3 separate regions of the Mus musculus genome follow, and all the other regions are linked to region 3. Evidence: chromatin contacts called from public HiChIP or PLAC-seq and promoter capture Hi-C data. All regions are on one chromosome and are shown on one strand. Each heading gives the region's core, a stretch centred on a gene start, on an enhancer-like site or on the middle of the called end of the contact. The rest is flanking DNA. Distances are from core to core; before and after follow the strand shown. Region 1 has its middle 42 kb from the start of 4930433B08Rik. Region 2 has its middle 53 kb from the start of Gm30789. Region 3 holds the start of Cyp7b1 (cytochrome P450, family 7, subfamily b, polypeptide 1).

Region 1 (3,106 bases), core at 62-2,561, 280 kb before region 3:
GATCTTTTTCCCACTAGTCTCAGGTATAGCAGCACAAGCTTTGAGGTTTCCATTAGCTTCTACAGGTGAGTTTCAGCAATCAGAAGAATTTGAGGCAAATCGACATTTAATCAAGTTATTTATTATTGTAGAGAGTATGCTTATCTGTAGTTACAGTGCTTCAAGTTGCAAAAATTCCATGTTAACAGGAATTTGTTACTTGGCTTGCTGAATTATATAGAGAAATATGGCAGAGAAATTTTGAAACTTTGTTCTTACTTTAGATGGCATCCCTATCTGCCCCAATCCTTTCTGGCAAGACAACGCTCTGTTTCTGCCATTCAGGACATTTATAGATTCATTCCATCTTCTTCTTAGCTGTATATAATAAGTGAGCTATGTAGCTTTGTTTTGTCAGCTTTCTGTCATGTGACAGAAAGAACTTGTGGAAACCTTACTTTGGCTCATTGTTTCAGGGGGTCTTAGCCCAGAGAGTCTGGAATGGCCTGTGGAGCTTTTGGTAACAGCAGCCTATGAATGAGGTGAATCGTATTACCACAGATCAGTGAACAAGGAGCGTTAGACTGAACAAGGGGTGAATATCGTCTTGACAAGTTTACTTCTGTAACCTTCTTTATACCAGCAAGGCCTGATCTCTTAAAAGTTTCCAAGCACACCACCAGCTGAGAAATAAGCATTCAAATCAGGAGAGTTGGGAGTCATTTTAGACTCAAACCTGAGCACCTTTTTCTGGGTAGGCCCCAAGGGCTTTATTTACTCTTTCTTGTTAGCAAATGGCCCCCAATTAATGAATCTCTTCCCACTTTCCTCAGTCTAAGCAAAACACACACATCTTGACTCTTCACTGACTATAGCTGGCCTGTCTCTCTAACAAATGGCTTTCATAGCCTTCCCTTCAAGAAGATGAGTTTTGTGAGTGAACCCACCTACAAATCAGAAAGACCAGAAAGATATCTTTTGAAAGACCATCATATTGCAGGAAGAATCTGCATTTGAAAAAGCTGTCTTTATAGAATCTGAGCGGAATGTATCAAATAGCTGAATGATGCCATCTGGAAAGATGCATGTGCAAAAAGAGCACTAACAGCAAGCCTCGTCTATGGAGCTGCGAGTAACCAACAAGGAAACGTTGGTGTATCAACAGGCAGGGCAGACGTCCTTTGATTAAAAGACACTTACAGGAAGATAACAAATCAAGCCCTTTCAGCCATCTTGGTTCTTTCCCTGAGGTGAGTTGGGGACAGGGGTGCAGCTGCAGACCCGGAGTCATTCATATAGGGGAATTCATTTTCAGTGGCCTGTGGATGGCTTGTAGTCAAAGCAGATTTCCATGCAAGAATGATCTATGGGCCAGGCATTCCACCCCCTTTGCTCACACAAAGACTGATTGCATGGCCCACAGCTGGATCCAGATTCCTGTTTAATTAAATGCGAGCCCTCATTCTGTTGCATTACATCAAAGAGGGGGAAGGTGACTCAGAGGTGAAATGGCTAATGTAAATCTTCAACCCCTAAAGGGTTGAATGGAGAATGGATAACAAATCTAGCTTTATGCCGTGGTTGTTTGGAAGTAAAGAGTATAAATATAATTGAGACATCTGTGACTCTTCCTTTTCCCACTAAGATCAGCCTTCAGAAAGATATTTTCTGTAACAGATGTTTGGTAGAATAGACCTAAATAAGTAAGTACATACATACATACATACATACATACATACATATATACATACATCTCCCTATGAAGTAGTTCATCAAGAAAAGTCTTGTGAATGGCATCACAGGGCACATAATGGGCTCAACTGTAGTAGGTTTAGGTAAAAACAGGATTAAATAATTCTGTTTACATAGTTTAATGCTTTAGGGCCTCAGAATGTTTAGTATTATCATTGTTATTTGAAACCTAAGTATATATTAAAATTAAAACTTGAATAGATGGATGTGTGCACAAATTCACATAAAAGATTTTAAAAGTCAATTTTATTCTTTTACAGTAAAGGATACTTGTGTGCCACTTATGAAAATTTCCTGTAACATGGAAGGAGTTAAATAGAGCAGAGACTGAAGGAATGACCATCCAGAGACTGCTCTACCTGGGGATCACTTTTCATACTATGTCTTAAACATTTGTTCCCTTCCCCGTCTCCACACTTTTCATACTATGTCTTAAACATTTGTTCCCTTCCCCGTCTCCACACTGGGAGCTGATCTGGCTTGACTTATCCAGGTCTGGTGTATTCTGCCACTGACTCTGTGACTTTTATGTGCATCAGTCCTACAGTATTTGGAAGATACACTTTCCTTAGAGTCAATCATCACCTCTGGGTCTTACCATCTTTCTGCTTGCTCTGCATAAGTTCCCTGATGTATGAGGGGAAGGGTTTGACAAAATAGTTCCCAATTACTACAAGAAGGTTCTTTGTTGAGGGCTGAACAAGGCATTGATCTATGGCTACACATGTAAAAGGGTAGTAAATTTTTTTCTTTTTTTTTTGGTTTTTCGAGACAGGGTTTCTCTGTGTAGCACTGGCTATCCTGGAACTCTGTAGACCAGGCTGGCCTTGAACTCAGAAATCCACCTGCCTCTGCCTTCCAAGTGCTGGGATTAAAGGCATGCGCCACCACGCCTGGCTATGAGTAGTAATTTTATTGCTATGTTCTCTCAGTTCTTTAAAACAATAGTATTAGGTTTGTTTCCCATCCCTGCCTCCCCTATACCATAACCTTTCTAGTCTCAGGTTCTTGGCTACTTTATCAGTGCCAGAGATAGGTTCTATCTCATGAAGCATACTATAATTCCAGTAATAAGTGGTTGGTTACTCACATACATTTAAGCCACTATTGCACAATTATATCTTACTGGCAGGCCATTTTTATAGACCACGTGGCTTGTAGCTGGGAAATACTAATGATCATCTTTCTCCTCTAGTCACATGTACTTTCTATTACCATGAATACTAGTCAGTAGGAAGAAAGTAGATTGCTTTTGGTAGGATGGCAATTTTCACAATATTAGTCTTACTGGTGGATAAGCATGAGAGATTTCTCAGTCTTCTGGCATCATCTTCAATTTTTAATTTTTATATATATACAAGTCTCTTGCTTCCTT
Region 2 (3,485 bases), core at 673-3,172, 450 kb before region 3:
GCCACTAGTTGGAATCTAAAGAGTTGGGTACTTATTGTCATTTAAATGAAACATTTAAATGACTGATGACACCCTCCCTCCTTGCCTCAAATTCCAAGTACAATCACTCTAGAAAATGTTTTTAAATAAAATTCCATCTTTCTACCTCCTTTTAATCCAAAAGAAAGGAATTCCTCTTCAGCCCACACACTGTGTTATTGGGAAAATGATTTTTGGGAAGAACAAGATGATGCGCAAAGAACTGAACTGAAGCTCAGATACTCTGAATGGAACAGACAATCTTGGGGTCAGAAATTTATAGTGCAACATTGAAAGGTGTATTGATTTTACATAGAAAAGGAGAAATGTCATTATATTCAAAGACGTTGGGCAAGTAAAGTTACAAACATTGAATGGAAGGGTATTTAAAGTTCTGTCCTAGACAATACTTTTGTTTGCTTTGAGAGTTTTACATTTTGAATTATAAAGACATGTTAAGTTACTGAAAGTATAACAATGTAAAAACAGAATTCTAGGCCTTTAGGCCCAGGCTTGGGAATGTGGCCTTTGTAAAGGTATGCTAATCATAAAAGAGATAGCGACATTCCTCTACCCACCCGCTTCCTGGGTTCAAAGAGTGCTCATTCAAAGAAAGTCACCCTGGCCATTACCAGAACCTGCAATGCAAATGTGCTATTGTTAGGGGCTCTTAGAAGCTGTCTTGAGAGTTAACAATTACCAGGTATTCCTTGTGACTCTTGTAACTTTACACTTCCTTGTGACTCTTAACTGGTATCTTTGGTATCTTCCAACAAAGCCCTCCCCACTTCCTTGAGTTTCGGTTTCTTCCTTTAAATACCCCCTTACCCAGCTACTCGGCGCGCCACAGTCCTCTACCCCTGCGTGGTGTATGACCGTGGGCCCGAGAGCGCTCTTGAATAAAAATCCTCTTGCAATTTGCAACAAGACCGTTTTCTCGTTGGTGATTTTGGGGTGTCGCCTCTCCTGAGTCAGAACGTGGGGGAGTCCTCACGTTGTGGGTCTTTCATTACCATACTGCTATATGATACTGTTTCTATTTTCTTGTCTTTTCTATTATCCGTGCTCCCCCCTCCCTTCTTCCCTCCCTCCCTCCCTTTCTTCCTTCCATTCTTTCTTTACCTCTCTCTCTCTCTTTCTTTCTTTCTTTCTTTCTCTCTTTCTTTCTTTCTTTCTTTCTTTCTTTCTTTCTTTCTTTCTTTCTTTCTTTCTTTCTTTCTTTCTTTCTTTCTTTCTCTGTTGCTAGAAATTAAAGCCAGAGCCTTGTATATGCTAGGCAAAGACAGTTCCACTGAGCTATCATCCTAATTCTTTCTCTAGACCTGTTTTTAAAATGTCTGGAATTGTAGTAGAGTTTGGGGAGACATGAATGTGGGACTGCATATTTTTCTCTGTCTGGCTGGTTTAACAAGATCAGAAGTCATCTTGGTATTCTTCCATTGGTGCTTATGGAGTTCCTGTGCCTTTCCTTAGAACATCCGGGATTTGATTTTGCTTGGTGGGGTTTTGAAGTGATATAGATCTTGGTAGAGGGTGTTGCATCAAGGATGTCCTCTGAAGGTGATGCATTTCCTTATCCAGCACCTTTTCATGATGTCACTAATTTCTAGTGTTCTACTTTCAGCTTCCTAATCTCCTCCATGCTGTTTTGAGCCCTTTCTACAATCAGCCAACATCACAGAGTTTCTCCCACAGAGATGTCCTCTCATTACTTTACCCACCTGTGGAAAAGCTGCTCAGTTTATCTATTTGTACTCTTGTTATATTCTGGTTTGTATCTTCAAAAATATTTGGAATTGTTTAAAAGAGGCTTGGCCCCTTTAAAAAGCAGCTTCAGCAGGCAGGATGACAGAGGCAGTGATGAAAACCAAAGCTGTTGAGAGCTGCAGCTGTCTGGTCCTTTCGTATGCAGATTTATGGAGTTGGGAGGGGTTGGAGAATGAGCTAATGGAAGGCTCATGAGAGAGCCTGCAAACACTGAAAAAAAGGGGCCTCAGAGTCAGGCTCCTGGTGTTTTCAGGCTCACTCAAGAAATCAGTAGCAGCTAGAAATGGACAAGGTGTTTTACAATCCAAACACTGTTACCTGGTCCAATTTACTCTTCTACAAAAATGTCAAGTGATTTGCTGAAGGTCACAGACATAGCAAATAGAGCTTCAGAATACTTCTGGGGGCCAAGTGTACTGGGGAACACTTATGAAATCCAGATGTGCTATACACATCTGTTCTCTTCTAGCACAAGTCAAAATGTTAGAAATCAGGGTGAGAGTGCTAGTGGCCACGCAACGCGGGCTGGAAAGAGTGTTATGATGTTGCCTGCATAGCCTGAAAAGATTTTTCCAGAAAAAGAATTTCAACACAAGCCAGTATGAAGCAGAGTTGGAATTTATTACAAAGAAAGCTTACTATAGATTTAGGCGCAGGGCTTAATAGAAAGATAAAGAGGCACTGGTGGTGAGGATGAGGTAAGATATATCCAGGCATCTACTCCCAGGGTATAGGTTTCTCAAAAGAATCTGGCTTTTAATATGTTTGGAATAGTTACATATACATACAGTTTTACATATACATAGACACATACACATACACATACACACACACACACACACACACACACACACACACACACACACGTACACATATACATATGGTTTTAGTTGCTTTTTGAGGTTATATATCAAAGGATTTTAAGGAACTTAAAATTTTAAGGAACTTAAATGGAGTAGTTCTGGAGGTGAGTTGGATGTGTAAGACCCCAACTCAATATGTCTCCCAGACCCCCAGAAACAAAGCCAGCATGAAGCTCTTTGTTCTTTTACCTGGCAGCCTGAGAAGCAGATAACCACTGGGTGACCCACCCAGGCACCAGGGACCAGGTAAGGGACCAGGAATGTTTGCCAAAGATAGCCTGTAACCCCTCCACCAGAGATGAGCTGAAACTCAAATTATGGTATTTACTCAGCTTCCCCATTCTTTGTGGTCTTATCCTCCCCTTTCTTTGTGGTCTTTTCCTTCAAAAACTCCCAACGGCGACTGCTAGGGGTCGATCTCCTCTATCCCTGTGAGGGTTATGAGCTTGAACTCAGCATGCTGACTACTCCCGAATAAACCTCATGCAATATTGCATCAAGAATGGTTTCTCTCGAGTTATTGGGGCATCGGCTCATTCTGGGACTTGAGCGAGGGTCTCCCCGATACGGGGTTCTTTCAGATGGAATTATAGATGATGAGATAAAACGCTAAATCACAGTGATTACATGGGAAATTAAGATTTTTTTTCTGTAAGTAAAAGTATATCATCTTATTTGTGATATCATAGATTTTTACATCTGGTAAAGAAGAAAGGACATATACACTTAAGCCTTAAGCACAACTCATTTGAGATATCTTTATATAAAAGGCAAATTTTCTCGGTGTACTTAACCCTCATACCAAATGTTATCAATTATGCTGAAAGTGTTGGCTAA
Region 3 (3,134 bases), core at 399-2,898:
ACATATCAACTAGTTTCTTTTCTTTTATCTACTACTAATATCTGTTCACTTCATCTCATAGTCTTTGAAAAGAAGACATTTTATTTTATTTTTTAAATGCTTTTTTTAAAGATTTATTTATTTATTATATGTAAGTACACTGTAGCTGTCTTCAGACGCACCAGAAGAGGGCATCAGATCTCATTATGGGTGGTTGTGAGCCACCATGTGGTTGCTGGGATTTGAACTCTGGACCTTCTGAAGAGCAGTCGGGTGCTCTTACCCACTGAGCCATCTCACCAGCCCTTATTTTTTTTTTTTTTGTTTTTTTGTTTTTTTACAGATCCAACAAACCACATATCATCCATGGCTTACACTTAAGAATGCCATCTTATAGTAAAGACCAGCTGAGTTTATTTCTTTATGATTCAATGTCTATTTCCTAAGAATTGGGCTATGTGTAACCTGCAACCTTAACTACAAATGGCTCTGCACTGCTTCTTCCAGAAAATGGCAGTCATGCCTTTCTTTCAAAAGCTATCTTGCTATGACCATCTTGTTATATTCTGCTCAGTAACTCCCATTCAGAAACCCCCTACCACTGGGTATAAAAACCTTGTCTTCCATATGTCCAATGCTGACCTCTTGGATCCCAACCTTAGGAGGAAGGAGCCCATGAAAACAAATAAAAACAGCTTGCTTTATTTTATGCAGGTCAGTGGTCTCTTCCGCAAGCCTTTGGTGTTAACACTTCTCATTGCACATGGAGTATTCATCACTTTCTTTCTGAGACTGAGACAGGGTAAAAACAGATCTGTGTGAAATGGTAAGTGGCACAGAGACCAGATTTGAAGTTGTTAGCAGTAACTGTTCGGGGATAGGTGAGGGTGGGAACTGTATCCTGTCCAGTGCATAAGATAGAGGTTTTGGAGTAGGATTTAATTAGATGCGTAAATATTTATCAACTAAGTCTACAAGACAACTTGAATATGGGTAATCAGGAAAAAAGGTGTGTGTAGGATGGGGGCTCTCCTGTGAAGTTAGCATCAGGTCTCTCTCTTCCTCAGCCACTTTCACTTTCTCTATTAAGGCAGGGCGCCTGTCCTCATGTTTCAGGTGTATCTGCTGAGTCATTACCGCAGCTCCCATGAGAAGATACTTTTCGAATGTCTTCCTTCTCTGCCTGTACAGTGTGCTGTACACTACGGACGTGGACTTGGTGTCATAGCTTGGTGTTACCTGTGGCTTCTTTCTGTGCTGTGCGTCGGCAGTTAAGACCCTGCCTTCTGCCTCTGGTGTGAACCTTTGCATATATTATGCCCTCAACCTCAATCTAAGCACAGTGGACACTGGTGGTGAAGGTGATGGGGAGCACAAACTGCAGTATCTGCCAGCTGTTTAGGATGACCTGTGCCACAGGGCCACTTTCTAAGGCTAGTGGGTGGGGAGAGCAGGGAGTCAGGCAGGGTCTCTTCTGCGAGCTCACTGCTGACTGACTCAAAAACACCCCCCCGCCCCCCAACCCCCAGGCTTCTGTGGCTCCATCTGGGGAAATCCTAATCCTTTCCCTCTTCCTTGGCAGGGTTCCTGTCACCGGAGCGGAGCGGAGCGGGAGGCGGTGCGAGGCGGAACGCTTGGGTCAGGGGGAGGCGGGGGGGAGGGGACTCCACTAACTTTGTAGTTCAGCTTTGGGGGCCGCTGTGACATTCTGCTCTGTGCAGCGGGCAGGCCACAGCCTCTGGTCTAGAAGAGAGGGCACTGTGCAGAAGCCATCGCTCCCTACAGAGCCGCCAGCTCGTCGGGATGCAGGGAGCCACGACCCTAGATGCCGCCTCGCCAGGGCCTCTCGCCCTCCTAGGCCTTCTCTTTGCCGCCACCTTACTGCTCTCGGCCCTGTTCCTCCTTACCCGGCGCACCAGGTAAGCGCCTGGCTGGCCACGCATGCGTGGGATCGCGGCCACGCGACCTCGTGGACACCCGAGTCCGGCAGGGATGGCGGGTGCAGGAAAACCTTGCTGCAGGACACTGGCATCTGCTGCAGCCAGTGGATGTCCTAATAAAGACTTCTTTCACCCTCCACACACTCACACACGGGCTACAGTTGAGAGGCCCGAATGGAGTTGCACCACGCAGGCTGTAGCTATTCAGGTTTGCATTAAGCATCAAGTATGGCCTTTTCGTGGGCCCATGGATATGTTGCAGCTCAGAGTTCCCTCTATTTCAGGAAGAAAATTTTCTTGAATTTCATTTAGCTCAAAGAGAAATGTTTTAAGAAAATGCAGGTGCAGGATATAGGTGCTGCTCTGTGCCTCAGTTTACCTGATTTTCCTTACTAGGAAAAAATAGAAACAACAGTATTTGCTATCACAAGTTTTCGTGAGGAGCAAAGGTGATAATAGTTATGTCTTCGCCCTGTTATTTTTCTCAGGACAACAGTAACAACAGCAAAACTCAGAAGGGCTTAAGTATCCTGCTTGAAATATGGATGTAGAGAAATACAACTAAAATTGTTCACTTCAAATTTATTTTCTTTTCCCACCAGTGTCTTATTTTTTTCCTACACTGTTTTCATGTTTTTTGTAAACCAAGCAGATTGATTTGCGGAAAATAGTAATTACAATTTAAATATCTGTCAGTATTTACTTGGATCAGTGAGCGTCATAACTTCTCTGGTTTTAGGGACAATGACACAATTGTACTGCACACACATATCTGCACACTTCTGAAATGTCAACTGAAAAATACTCAAGATAATAGCATTTCCACTTTCTCACATTGAGCTTTGAGAGAACTTTCCAGAGCTTTCCTGTCCCTCTTCTGCAGTCTTCAGCACAGGAGGGGATTGGATCTTTAACTTCAGCTCATGTGATTCTACACAGGCTCCAGCTTCTCCCCATGCCAGTTAAGTTGCACTTCCAGATTTGCAGACAGGAAGGTGATTTGTTTCAGTCTCCATTTACATGCAGGGCAGGAATCGATGGACCTAACTAGTTCATTCTAGACCATTGAGGGTAATCAAGTCAGATTGTGAAACTCAGGATAATGTCTCGGGGAGGTAGAAAGGCAAGGTAGGCTTTCCACAAGAAGCTCTTTGAATAAGCCAGTTTTTTTCTGTTCACTAAATAGTATTTGCTGAAATGTTCATGCCATCAGTT

What was found. Promoter capture Hi-C pulls out the DNA fragments that hold promoters and counts their contacts. HiChIP or PLAC-seq counts read pairs in DNA pulled down with a chosen protein or histone mark.
Region 1: a promoter capture Hi-C map of embryonic stem cells shows a contact between it and region 3, with 2.1 times the contacts expected there. The contact joins the enhancer-like site here to the promoter of Cyp7b1 in region 3. A contact is called at or near these places in 5 of 39 promoter capture datasets (embryonic stem cells, hippocampal neurons, liver and 1 more), 6 of 115 datasets of contacts at active chromatin or transcription factors (all in embryonic stem cells) and 2 of 9 other capture datasets (adipose tissue and liver).
Region 2: an H3K27ac HiChIP or PLAC-seq map of embryonic stem cells shows a contact between it and region 3, with 4 times the contacts expected there. The contact joins the enhancer-like site here to the promoter of Cyp7b1 in region 3. A contact is called at or near these places in 4 of 39 promoter capture datasets (the 3T3-L1 cell line, embryonic stem cells, hippocampal neurons and 1 more), 6 of 484 Hi-C or Micro-C datasets (cerebellar granule neurons, cerebellum and embryonic stem cells), 9 of 115 datasets of contacts at active chromatin or transcription factors (all in embryonic stem cells) and 2 of 9 other capture datasets (embryonic stem cells and liver).

Annotation. Positions count from the first base shown.
Region 1 is chr3:18,521,041-18,524,146 of GRCm38.p6, reverse strand. It overlaps the pseudogene Gm6369. Among named protein-coding and RNA genes, the nearest start is that of 4930433B08Rik, 42 kb to the right of the region's middle. Within about 2 kb of position 1,311, at least 6 of the 459 cell types and tissues checked have an H3K27ac peak or open chromatin away from gene starts, as enhancers often do. A contact at or near this core is called in embryonic stem cells, where this site is marked.
Region 2 is chr3:18,694,063-18,697,547 of GRCm38.p6, reverse strand. No RefSeq gene overlaps it. Among named protein-coding and RNA genes, the nearest start is that of Gm30789, 53 kb to the right of the region's middle. Within about 2 kb of position 1,922, at least 62 of the 459 cell types and tissues checked have an H3K27ac peak or open chromatin away from gene starts, as enhancers often do. A contact at or near this core is called in embryonic stem cells, where this site is marked.
Region 3 is chr3:18,241,852-18,244,985 of GRCm38.p6, reverse strand. Cyp7b1 (cytochrome P450, family 7, subfamily b, polypeptide 1) reads left to right here and starts at 1,648. Exons shown (of 6, transcript NM_007825.4): 1 at 1,648-1,898. The coding sequence starts at 1,783.